Linked DNA regions of Mus musculus: all the other regions are linked to region 3. Evidence: chromatin contacts called from public Hi-C and promoter capture Hi-C data. All regions are on one chromosome and are shown on one strand. Each heading gives the region's core, a stretch centred on a gene start, on an enhancer-like site or on the middle of the called end of the contact. The rest is flanking DNA. Distances are from core to core; before and after follow the strand shown.

What was found. Hi-C and Micro-C count contacts between places; a contact is called where the count stands out from the background. Capture Hi-C pulls out chosen DNA fragments and counts their contacts.
Region 1: a contact with region 3 is called in a promoter capture Hi-C map of liver, with 4 times the contacts expected there. The contact joins the promoter of Rgs12 here to the promoter of Nelfa in region 3. A contact is called at or near these places in 1 of 39 promoter capture datasets (cranial neural crest) and 1 of 9 other capture datasets (liver).
Region 2: a contact with region 3 is called in a Hi-C map of CD8 T cells, with 8 times the contacts expected there. The contact joins the promoter of Acox3 here to the promoter of Nelfa in region 3.

The regions. Positions count from the first base shown.
Region 1 is chr5:34,948,098-34,952,446 of GRCm38.p6, reverse strand. Rgs12 (regulator of G-protein signaling 12) reads right to left here and starts at 2,999. Exons shown (of 17, transcript NM_173402.2): 1 at 2,923-2,999.
Region 2 is chr5:35,581,014-35,584,976 of GRCm38.p6, reverse strand. Acox3 (acyl-Coenzyme A oxidase 3, pristanoyl) reads right to left here and starts at 1,943. Exons shown (of 19, transcript NM_030721.3): 1 at 1,843-1,943; 2 at 1,002-1,101. It overlaps 4931431C16Rik (RIKEN cDNA 4931431C16 gene), which reads left to right. Exons shown (of 4, transcript NR_045807.1): 4 at 1,403-3,750.
Region 3 is chr5:33,933,588-33,937,719 of GRCm38.p6, reverse strand. It overlaps Nelfa (negative elongation factor complex member A, Whsc2), which reads left to right and starts at 1,449. Exons shown (of 11, transcript NM_011914.3): 1 at 1,449-1,694. The coding sequence starts at 1,485.

The sequences.
Region 1 (4,349 bases), core at 1,750-4,249, 1.0 Mb before region 3:
AGAAAAATGAAGAGCACGGCTCAGAGATGGATGGGTGGTGTAGAAAATATGTAGCACTCAATGTGTACGTATGCATGTGACTGCCTGGAGGAGGAAAAGGTACATGGAAATGCCCTGAGTACAGAGCTGGAGACAGGGAGCCCACAAGGGAACAAGGAAAGAAAACAAAAAAGATGAATGACCCGTTCCCTTTTCTTTCATTTAACCCCAGACTTTTAAAGACATGGAGTGGGGTGACTAACCAGGTCAGTTCCTGCCTCAAACAGGTTGACTTCCCCATGGGAGAAACTAGGAGCTTCTAAAATGGTAGACCCAGAAAATCAGGAGCAAATGGGTTTGAAGTCTGAGGCTTTTTTTTTTTTTTTTTTTTTTTTTTTTAAGATTCTGCTTTTCATGTGCTATTTTTGCTGTTGTTTGAGACAGGGTTTCCCCTGTTTAGCCCTGGCTGTCCTGGAACATGTTCTGTAGACCAGGCTGACCTTGAACTCAGAGATTCAGAGATCCACCTGCCTCTAATTCTGTTTTCTCATTTATGTGTACATGTGTGTATATGCTCATGAATTCCAGTGCCTTGGGAGGCATTAGTTCTGCAGGGAGTTGTGAGCTTTCCAATGTGGTAAAGTTTTAGAAACCAAACATAGGCCTTCTGCAAGAGCAGTATATACTCTTAGCCCAGCGGTGTTTGCTGCTGAGATCTCACTCAGCCCATGCTCTGGCACTACACTCTCCACCCTCCTGACTCAGCCTCCTGAGCGCTGGCTGGGGTGAGCAGATTTCGGGAGGTTGTAGTTCTCGCTGGATTGTGAAAGGAGTGGGGACTACCACCTCCCTAAAGAGAACAGGACAGATGGACACTGCATCCTCTCACAGCTGAGTGTGCATCTAGAAACACATCTACAGGGCAGTAAAGCCACAAACTATTGTGGTCTTTGGTATGCAGGACCCATGGGTAGATCCACGTGTCCCACCCTGGCGAAGGTGCAAGGACCAGGCTGTTCCTCAGCAAGAAGGTGAAAACATTCCAGGAGCTTTGCAGCTGTAAACTGAGGACTTTGGATCTCCTGGCAACCCTAAAAGTCCTCACAGATCATGGCAGAGAGAGGCTTAAGAGAGAAGAGAAGGCCACGTGATGCTGGAACCAAGCCCTGAGCCCTGGGATGAGGCCAGTCTCCATCTGACATGAGAAGGGAAGGAGAATCTCTCTGATCCCCAAAGGACATTCGGCCAGTGAGACCCATTGCAGACTTCTGGCATTGAGCCTTGAAGAGCAAACTGTTTAAGCCACTAGATTTAAGCTCTGTAGGAAACTAAAACAAGTGCTGACTAGTAAGTGTTTGCAGGGTTTCCAGCAAACACACAAAAAGAAAGAAAAGGGGGTGGGGACGCTGCAACCACCATCATGCACTTGCTGCCAGAGCAAGGCAAGGAGCCCACAACCAAGGCAGCCAGATGGGACCAGCATGCTGGGCCTGTCTCAGATACAGATGTCAAATGACAACAGGATTAGAAACACAGGGCTCAGCCTCAACCTCTCCTACCTCTGGGATCCTTGCAGGAGCTACTGCAGCAGCCAGGTCACCAGGCTCGGTGTCACCTTTGTGACTACCCACGCTCCCACCCTCTGAGGTTGTTGTTCTAAACAGAATGCAAAAAGTGAGCCAGCCCTTGACACAGGGGATGACCACAAAGTGCCTCATGTCACAAGCTGGCAACTCCACGATGCACTGCAATTTGGTCTACTCAGTATAAACCCTGCCTTCTGACTCCTGCGCCAAGACTGGCAACACACAGGCCACCCCAAGTCTGAGGGCCTTTCCTCAGCTCCGGTATTTGCTGATCTCCTTTGCCAGCTCTCCAGCCTTTCATCTTTCCTGTCAGAAGCAACCCTCCTCCTTTGTCCCACTGAGGTAGGTTCCAAGAAACTTCACAGAAATGGCCTTGCATCCTTTAAAGATCCATCCTACTCCAGAGTCTTACCTAAGCCATTCCCTCTACCCCGTGACTTTCTCTATCCCAGCAGTGTGCCTGAAGTCCAGATCCTGCCAGCCTGAGTACTTGGTACTTGTCATCCAGCCCCCCCCCCCCAAATAAAAAGATGTAACATTTTTATCCCAGTTTTTCTGGAGAAATTGTCCTGCTGACAACTGTGCTTTCTTCAGAAACTTTTAGAATGTAAGCAGGCCCTTGATTCACAATTGATTTTGCTTCTCTCCCCTCTCCCACACACCAGTTGCTTGATGTAGGCTCAAGGCTTCCTCACCAGGGCGACCTCCATCTACACTCCATCTGAGGCCTTTTCAGGAACCTGGGCCCCTCCATTTGTATTCTATTGGTCAAAGCCCCTCTGTTTACACTCCAGGGGTTGGGCCCTAGCTACACACCACCCCTTCATCTACACTTCACAGCTGAGCCCTTATTACACTCTACAATTCTGCGCACACACACACACACAGTCCACAGGTTTGGGGCCCCTCTATCTACACTCTGAACCCCCTTGTCTACACTTCCCAGCTCTAACCCCTCCAGCTATTCTCGATGCTCGCTCGCTGTGGGCTGCCCTGCGTTCTTGCCCTACATTTCCTCAGTTCGGGTCCTTGGATACGGTCTCTGCCCAAACAATGAGACCGCGGGCTGAGTTGGACATTAAAGTCCCCTCATGGCCAGCCGGGCCGGCTTCTGAGCCGGGTCAGATCCCGCCCGAGTCCGGTGGGCTGCAGCCCTGCGGAACCCGCACATCCGGCCTGCGCGGGACCCCGGCCGCAGCCCGCGCGGGCAAGTTCCCGGAGTCCCGCGCGAACAAAGAAGGCGCGGGCGGTGCCCGAGCTCGGCCCCACGGCCGCAGGAGGACAAGGCCGGGCCGGGCGGGGGCGCGCGCCAGAGAAGAAAGACGCGCGAGGAGGCGCGCCGGCTCCGCTCACCTACCGGGCCGCCGCTTGCTCCCGCCGGGCGCCCGCCGAAAGCATCAACGGTCACCGCCGTCGCCGGGCCGGGGGCGGGGCTCCGGGAGGGGCAGGGTCCGGCCCCTGAGAGAGGAGCTCCGACTCCTGGGGGTGGGGCCCAGGGCCTAGGGGGCGGGGCTCTGGGGGCGGGACCCGTGAGGGGCGGGTCAGGCCGTTGTGCGCTTCGGGACTCTGACCCCGCGGGTCCTGCTTCTGGGGGTGTGGCTCCTGGAAGGGTGGGGAGTTCAGCCGCTTTTGGAGGGTGTGATTTGGGCTCTTGGTGGGGCTCATTCGAGATTCACCAAGTTTAGGATTTTGGTGGAGTCAGGTTTTGGGGGACGGAGCTGGATGAGGGGATAGATCAGGTCGTTGGACAGCTGGAGTCAGGGACCAACGGGATCCGGCTTCTGGGGGCCGGGCTCCTGGAGAGCAAAGTCCGCCCTACTGGACAGTGGCTCGGGGTCAGGCGGGATCGGACTCCTAGCACAGAAGCGCTCAAGAAGTAGGGACTTGCCTGGGACTGAAGACCTAACGGAAAGCTCAACATCCAGGGCTTAAGGCTAGACGGAGGCGGGGCGGAGCATGGAGGCCGGGGCGGGACTTCCGCCTTGGTCCAGCTGAGGGGTTGAGCTACCCTACTAAATCGCAAAAGCCAGATGGGTTTCTTTTTTGAATGGTTGCAGAGAGCTGGGATGTGTGATCTTCTTCACGTGCAGAGAGAGACCACTTCGTCCTCCTTCAAGGGGCAGCTCTGAGACACGATGCATTTGTGAGGAAAGTTTCCCACCTGCCAGGAGAGGGGTCATCTACCTGAGGGCGTGCATTTGAGATGGAGAGAAATACATCAATCCTGTCCCAAGCACCACTCAGGCTATGATACAATAGTTGCACAAACTGGTTTTATAGTTCCTACGCCCAACCTTTTCAGAACATTGGACCTTGTCTACCTCAAGGAGACCTTTCTTTGGTGAAAGACGTCAAGGGCAGAATTCCCCTTCCCTTCCCACATTGACTTCCGAGCAGCCACAGCGTCTTCAGAAGTTTCATTCCCAGTTAGAAACTAGCTAAAGTACTTTCAGAAAACAGGAAACTGGGCATTTTACTTAAAAAGTTTAGACCAGGAATTCACTGCCTAGGCCCTCTTTTTCTCAAACACCAGCCCCAGCCTGGTTCAAGCTTCTTGGTCTTGAGATTAAATCATCATAAAAACCCCATAGCTGTAACCTTTAACACTCACTTCCTCCCTAAATTCAGGAAATGTAAGTCACGACTGGTAGTCCCTCCAGTGTTTCCAGGACAGTAAACCCTGTGTTCTTGTCAGTGTGCAGCTTCGTTTCACTGCATAGGTAGATGTATTGACTGTCAATGTGTCTTGAGTAGGAAGCCCTGTGACACTGAGGCCAATGGAGT
Region 2 (3,963 bases), core at 694-3,193, 1.6 Mb before region 3:
TACACACACAGGCACATGCACACACATACATACACACATAAATACACACACATGTGCACACAGCGAGCTAAAACAAAGCTTTCTTAAGTAACTTCTGTCAAGTGTTTTGTAACAGCAACAAGAATAGTAACTAGTGCACCCACATTTTTTAAAAAAACAAACATATTTATGGGGGCTGGAGAGATGGCTCAGTGGTTAAGATCACTGGCTGCTCTAGGAGAAGACCTAGGTTTGGTTCCGAGCCCCCCACATAACAGCTCACAACTAAAGGATGCCACCCTTTCCTGGCCTCTGTGGGTATTGTACCCATAGAGTCATATACATGCACGTAGGTGAACACATAAAATAAATGTATGATATAAATATACGTCATGCATGGATATGTATACACATATGTATATGTATATCTCCCATACCAGGCACTATGTACACCATAATCAAAATACTTCTGAGGCAGAGGCAGGAGGATCAGACATTACAGGCAGTTTGAGCTACATGAGACTCTGAGTAAAAAAGGAACCTTTGAGCATGTTGTCACTCACTCTCACTTCTTCTTCTTCTTCTTTTTTTTTTTTTTTTTTTTTTCCTGAGACAGGGTTTCTCTGTATAGCCCTGGCTGTCTTAGAACTCACTTTGTAGACCAGGCTGGCCTCAAACTCAGAAATCCACCTGCCTCTGCCTCCCAAGTGGTCACTCACTTCTTAATTAGCATGCCACAATAGTTCAATGAGAAGGAACCATTTTTGTGACAACTGTGGAGAGGACAAAGTTCTCATACTCAAAAATCACCTGCCCTGGCACAGATTCATAGGTAATGAGAAAGTGAATTTCTTCTTAATTAAAAACATCGATGGCAAAGGAGCAAGGTGCTTTGGTCTAGATCCCAAAGATCCCAAGCCACATGAGGCTACCAACACAGCCACACTGGTGCAGATCAAACAAACAAAGCCCACAGAGCCAAGCTGCCTCAATAATACAGTTTACCAATTCTGTGAACTTACCGACCTGCTTTGTCCCCGTTTCTCAGAAGCAACGATAACTCTGCACACGGGGCAGTGTCTGCCACGTTCCTGGGACTCAAATCAGGCACTTGTGATGTTCCTGAGGTAAATGACAGTTTCATTATCACTGTTCTGACACAACTTTCCTCCAGTCCTTTAGTCTATTCAAAATAAAAAATTATGAGGCCCTAGTTTTGGTCTGAAGTCCTATATGGATGTCCCCTACAGACCAGACCCAACCAACATAGAGTCATTAACATCACACATTGTGTTATCAGACTGAAACTTTCAGGACACCTGGGAGATTGGTACCACCTGACCTTACGGTAAGGATTTCCTTCCTGCTTCAGTCTTACAACAAAGTAGCAGATGACCTGACCTTGTTTCTGTTCCTCTTCTAGGTCCCGCTTTTAAGAGTCAGTGTTATGTTGGCATAATGGACTGACCCATGATGCCAAGACTGAGTCAGGAGGATAGCGTTCGAGGGCAGCCGGATCAACTGAGACTCAAACGGAGAACTAAGGTTTCAGGTGTAGATCAGCGGTAGCGCACTTCCTTAAGAATTCGCTAAGTCCACAATGCACTTGAGAAGTATAAATAGTGTCCTGCCCGGGCACAGTAGGGAGCAGTCCTCAGACACTACAAATTCAACTTACAAGCTAACTTTGTTCTGTCTTGGGATACCTCCCGGCCGCCGAGCAGATTGTAAAAAGCTGCGGTCAGTTCGTTCTCCCGCTAGCGAGTATGATGTCAGGCAGAGTGCAAACGCCAGCAGTCACCCCAGCCTGAGCTCCTGCAAACCCTTCCTGTCTGGAATCTCCCGGGCCCGGCACGTCCTCACCTCCCGGATCCAGCTTGGGATTCGTGGTCCTAGTCAACCCGGCGTCTGGAGGACACTATTTATCAGGAATATCCTGACTTCTGAGGGCGGAGCAAGCTGGTGGTGCCGCCCCGCCCCACCCCGCCCCATCCCGGACATCATCCCTCCCTTGACTGGGGTTGCTGCCGGCTGAAGCCTTGCGTCATCATTCTGAGCCGCCCCGTCGCCAGGGAAACGCGGACGCTTCCGAGAGCTCAGCTCAAATGCGGTTCCGGGTTTAGAGTTTAAAGGATTTCATTCCGGTTGCCTTCTCCCGGGTTAGATGCTTCGGGCTTATTCAGAAACCGCCTTCGGTCAGAGCTGTCGTGTTTAGGTCCAGGCCTCTCGTGGCTCTGGGAGCACTTCCAGGAGAGTTGGACCGCGGATCCATTAAGATGCACTTTACTCAGAATTGCTCCTAATTTTCCAGATGGCTTCCTTGCTAGGCACTCCTAAATAGTGCTCGAGTTGGCAGATTCCCAAAGTCACTACAGAACTGCTCAGCGCACCCCTGGCTAGGAGTTTCTGAGCAAATATCTGCTTGTCCAGCCAGGACTTTCATCATTGTGGTACAGCTGAGAGGAAATGTGTGCCTGCATGGGTACAGCTGATACCTTTGAAAAGGACTAAAATGATGGATAATGGAGTTAGGGCCAGAGAAAGATGCTGAATTCCGTTTCAGAGACAGACTTAAGGCATTGGGATCAGACACAAGTGGACTCTGCCGCTGCCAGCTAAGGCTGGGAGCTGCTTGCCTTACTGCATAACTACTTTGTCCGCAGCAATTACTGCATTTATGGCTCTGACTCAGAACACACTTGCAGTCACAGGTGTCAGTGGGGCTTTCCTATTGGAAAGTAGGGAGTCCTGCACATGGGTCATGAACTCATAATGGAGAGGACTGACTCCAGAAAGAGGTCCTTCAATCTCCAGGAACATTCCCTGGTACATTAGTGCCTGCACACACTATACAATTATTATTATTATTACTAATAATAGTACTAATAATTATTAATAATAATAATAGCAAAGGGAAATGACTGAAGGGAGGGCAGCCTAAGGAATATGATTGCTCCCACCATAAACAGTCACCAAATAAACTCAGATAAACCAAGAACAAATGCATCCTTCTCACCTGGGGTGCAGTTGTCACAGGGCCTCCCACCACCAAGCAGGGGAACCTGGCAGCAAAGGCAGAAGACAGCAGCCACCAACCCTGGATGCCTTGCTCTAGTCTAGCCTAGAAGTTTCCGGAAACAGAGAAGCACTCCTACCCAGTCACCTTCATAGTGCCTGAACAGCTGGTAAGATTGTCTTCTGCCTTTCTGAAGAGTCTGAATGGGCAGTCAGTCTCCACCGGCATTTACAACCTGAACTCTGTCATTGCAAGGAGTCCTTGAGTTCACAGGGCTGCTCAGAATGGCCTGCAAGCATGCATGCTATTGTTTTTCCAAAGCCAGAGAGAAACAAGGTTTCCTCATTACAGAATTCACTCACTACAGAATTCATATGTATCTCACAAGTTCTGTCCAAGCACAGCTAATAAGTCAGATTCCTGTGTTAACATGAGGAAAACATTGCTTCCTTGGGAATTATCAGTTTAGATGAACTGTGGGGAGATTGACTCCCTAAAATTAAGGTTTTCCTCAGCAACAATGGCATTGTTATCTGGGCTATGTGATGGCTCATAGGCATAGGAGCAGAACAGGGGTATAAGGATTGTTCTATGGGCTCTTTGGGAAAGTGGGTTCTTACCCCCAAGGACAGACAAAATGGGTGGTGTCCCTCTGAGGCTGGTAGCAGTTGTTGGGTCAGCGTCCTTGGGGAAGGATATTTGTGCCGTGCTGTGATTTTGTTAAGAGGCAAACATTACCTAGATTCATGCCCAGGTCTCCTGACTCTGTTTTGTTGGGAGTTTGTTGACATAAATTAACTCCATTTGATTCTCATTCCATCTCCTTCCAGGAGTAAGGACTAGAGGAGACATTGTCAAGCAGTTGTGAGGGCAGGAGGAAGGGTCAGAGGTACTGGTGAGCTGGGGCCCCAAGACAATGGCTGTGGCCATGGAGCCGGATGGGTGGGAAGAGAACCATTGACTGGCAG
Region 3 (4,132 bases), core at 200-2,699:
TATCTAATGATAGAGGGTGAAATGGATGGGAGGATGAAGGGTGGGAAAAAGAACCCACAAAGTAGCAAAAACCTACTTCAAGGATGAGCAACATTTTTTTTTTCCAAGACAGGGTTTCTCTGTGTAGCCCTGGATGTCCTGGAATTCACTCTGTAGACCCGGCTGGCCTCGAACTCAGAAATCCACCTACCTCTTCATCCCAAGTGCTGGGATTAAAGGTGTGTGCCACCACCACCAGGCAAGTCTGAGTAACTTAAAGTGTCAGGAAAGACCACTCCACTACAGCTGTCACCAAATGCTGGATACCTGAGGCTCCCAGTCCCTTGAATCAGGCAATTCCACAGTCTCTTCTGTCAATAGTTGTTAATATAACCATGGGAAGTGGCCTAGTGAGTCTTATGCCTTTCCAAGTTTCCTCAGGCTTGTACATTTAATTACCATGCTAAGTCTTAAGAGCTGCTCTCCCCTCTTCATGAAATATTTCAATTAGGAGAAAACAATTTACATTTAGTTATATATTTTCATTCTGTGGCTCAAAATGGACTCAAACCCTCCTATCTGAGCTCAAATTCCAGGAATTACAGACATGAACCACCACTCCCAGGATACTTAGTGTTTTAAGAGATTCGTTTCACTATTTTGCACAGGATGGCCTCTACCTCCTCGGCCCAACCGATCCTTTTCAATCTCCTAAATATCTGTGACCAGAGTCGTGCCCTACTGCCACTTTTGCTGACACTGCCTTGTGAGTGGCCTAGGGCTTTAATCCCAGTACTTGGGAGGCAGAGGTAAGTGGATCTCGGAATTTGAGGCCAGCTTGGTCTACAGAGTGAGTTCGAAGGATGGACAGAACTACACTGTCAAGTTCTGATAAAGAGAGACACTACAGGGTGAATTTAGGCTTCTCAGCAGCTGTGGAGGATCAGCCTTTGAAAGACCGTACTCTGAACTACTTTGCAATTGCCCTGATGATTAACCACAGCCATCGCGACCACATAACCATGGGAAATGGCCTAGTGACATCCCCGACACGGAACGGACCTGTATGCGGACCTGAGGCAGCACTGTATGCAGGACGGGCAAGGGCCATTCAAGACTGTCTGTGGAGAACGAGCCCAGCGCGCTCTCCGGACTCCTTCCAATGAGCCGCACACCGGGAAACCAAACTGTTGCGCCTCACTGCGGTACTCTGAGCGGAACATCTCGACGACACACGGATGCGACTCAAATGGCTACGGCATTGCCCGGCGCCCTAGTAGGTGCCGCCATCATGCGTTACGGAAACCCAGAGTTCTTTTCGCGGAGACTCACCGCCCACTCCCTGTTCTTGCGCCTCGGCTCGAAGCCTCCAGAAGGCGGGGCCATTTGCAGTTGCACTCGAGACCCCGCCCCGCGCCAACGGGTGCCGCCATGTTGGGGGTCCTCGCCGGGGACACGTAGGCGTCCGCGTAAGATGCCGGCCGACGCGCGCTGCCGCCGCCAAGATGGCTTCCATGAGGGAGAGTGACACCGGCCTGTGGCTGCACAACAAGCTGGGCGCCACGGACGAGCTGTGGGCGCCACCCAGCATCGCGTCCCTGCTCACCGCCGCGGTCATCGATAACATCCGCCTCTGCTTCCACCGCCTCTCCTCGGCCGTGAAGCTCAAGCTACTGCTCGGGACGCTGCATCTCCCGCGCCGCACCGTGGACGAGGTGAGGACGCGGGCCAGCCTCTCTCCGGCCGGAGCACCGCTCCTGCCTCCCGCCGGCTCCGGCGCCGCACCTTGCCCTTCTCCCGCCGGCCGCGCGCAGCTCCGTTTTGGCGCCGTTAGCCCCTACACCTTAGTACTTCCAGCCGCTGGGCGCTGTCGCGTTCGGGGGTCGTGGGGCCATGGCCACAACAGCCAGGCCCGCCCCTTCCGCAGTGCTGGATGCTTCAGCTCCGAAGCTACTCTTGGTTCGGGGCTGTTAGTGCAACTTTCCATGTGACTGCTGACCTTAATTTTGTTGCTTTTGCCTTACCAAATATCAGTCGGCTTGCGTTCATCTCTATTCTGTGGCGTTTTGTTTTGTTTTTGTTTTTTGAGACAGGGTTTCTCTGTATAGCTCTGGCTGTCCTGGAACTCACATTGTAGACCAGGCTGGCCTTGAACTCAGAAATCCGCCTGCCTCTGCCTCCTGGGATTAAAGGCGTGCGCCACCACGCCCGGCTATTCTGTGGCTTCTTTTCAGTGTACTCTTGTTCCACATTGCATCTCTCTAACTTATACTATGCTTTGCAAATACATACGCAAATAATATATGTATAGTTTCACTGTGTAGCCCAGGTTGATCTCATACTTGGTATCCTCCAGTCTCAATCTCTGGAGGTCTGGGCCACTACATCTGATAGCAGCTAAAAACACCGAGTTACCTTAGTTTTTAAACATTTCCAGTTATTGTATTATTTTTATATCATTAATTTTTATTGCTGCACTATACCATATACACAAAACTGCATATTTATTCGGTTTAAAAAATACTGAGAGCTAGCTAAATGACTCCTGTTATCTCCACACATGAAAACAAGGCTGGTCCCTCCAAAGCACCTCCATTCCTCTTTCCTGCAGGAGGCTTTTTTTTTTTTTTTTTGGTTTTATTTTGGCAGGGTTATCAATCGTGTGTGCATTCCTAGCACACACGAGTATTTGGGGTTTGCCTCATTTGAATTTAATACGGCAACAGGTTTCCACGTTATATTCATTTTCCGTGTGGTGTGGGTGTGTCTTCTGTTGGTAAACACCTGGACAGATTCATCCAAGTTGTTGCAGACAGTTTGATTTACTCCGAATTATGGGGTTCCATTCTTCAAGCAGACAGCAAATGGACGATTAGGTTGTGGCTGGTTTTTCTCATTCATTTTGTGTGTGTGTGTGTGTGTGTTTGTGTTTTTCTGTTTCATGTTTGTTCTGTTGTGACTGATACAATACATGTTCATGTGAACTCTAGAAGTAACATTGGAGGTGACAGTAGGATTATACCAGGTGGCCTTTCAAAATGGTTTTATTGAATTATACTCACTAAAACAAGTAGGTCAGGTATTTAGATATTAGTAGGATTGTTTGGTTGAACTTTGTACTATTTGCTTGTTCTGCTGCTTAGCTTTCTTTTTGTGTGTGAGTTACCCATTTTGACCCGGATTGTCTTTTCTTTTCCTGACTTGTTGCTTTGGAGGAATACTCTTTAATTGGTGCTCACCACTGTCCTAGTTCCCAGCTATGGCTTAGCTTTCTGAATGGCCTTGTTCAGGAAGTACTCCATTTTTGAGGTGAGGTGCCTGTGGTCTCCATGTGTCTGTCTGTCTGTCTGTCTGTTTCTCAGTGTGAAGCTGAGTTCAGTTTTACAGGTGGCTGTGATGGTCCAGCACCACCTGCAAATGGTTAGCTTTTCCGCCCTGCTGCTCCTGCCTTCTTTTTTTTTTTTTTTTTTTTTTTTGAGTCATTTGTGTGTCTTGCTGATAACCAGCCAAGCTACTTACTGTCCCTTTAGTGTGTTTTGATGTGTGACACACAGGGCAAACCCTTCACTTAATCTTCAGGAATGGCTTCAGCTTTTTTTGCAGCCCCTGGCACTTCTGTCTGTCAGTCTGTGTCTTAGTGTATGTGTATCATTTTCGTGTTTACATGTTCATTTATGTGTGAGGCCAGAGTTGCAGCTTAGGTGTCTACCTCTGTGGTTCTGCATCTTTTATTATGAGACAGTTTCTCAGTGAATCTGGAGCTAACCTTTTGGCTAGACCGGCCAGCCAGCATAGCCCTGGGCTGCCCCTGTCTCCATCTCTAGTACTGTATGTACCCACTGAGCAAGACTTTTTATGTGACTATGGCAATCTGAACTTAGGTCTGCGGACTTCCGGAAGCACTGTATCTAACTTAGCCATGTCCTTAACTCATGGTGTTAATAAAATAGTCTTCATTGTTAATTGCTTTTTAGTCTTTGTTGCAGTTTTCCTCTTAACCCAGCTAGCTCCCATTTATTTAGCAAGTTCTGAGGGCACAACAACTGAGCAGTATTACTTATTATAATCTTCTAAACTAATCTGGCTACCTCCCAGCCAAAATCCCTGAGTACTTGCATTTTAGTACTGATCTGGTTCTCTGGGCTCCAGGTTT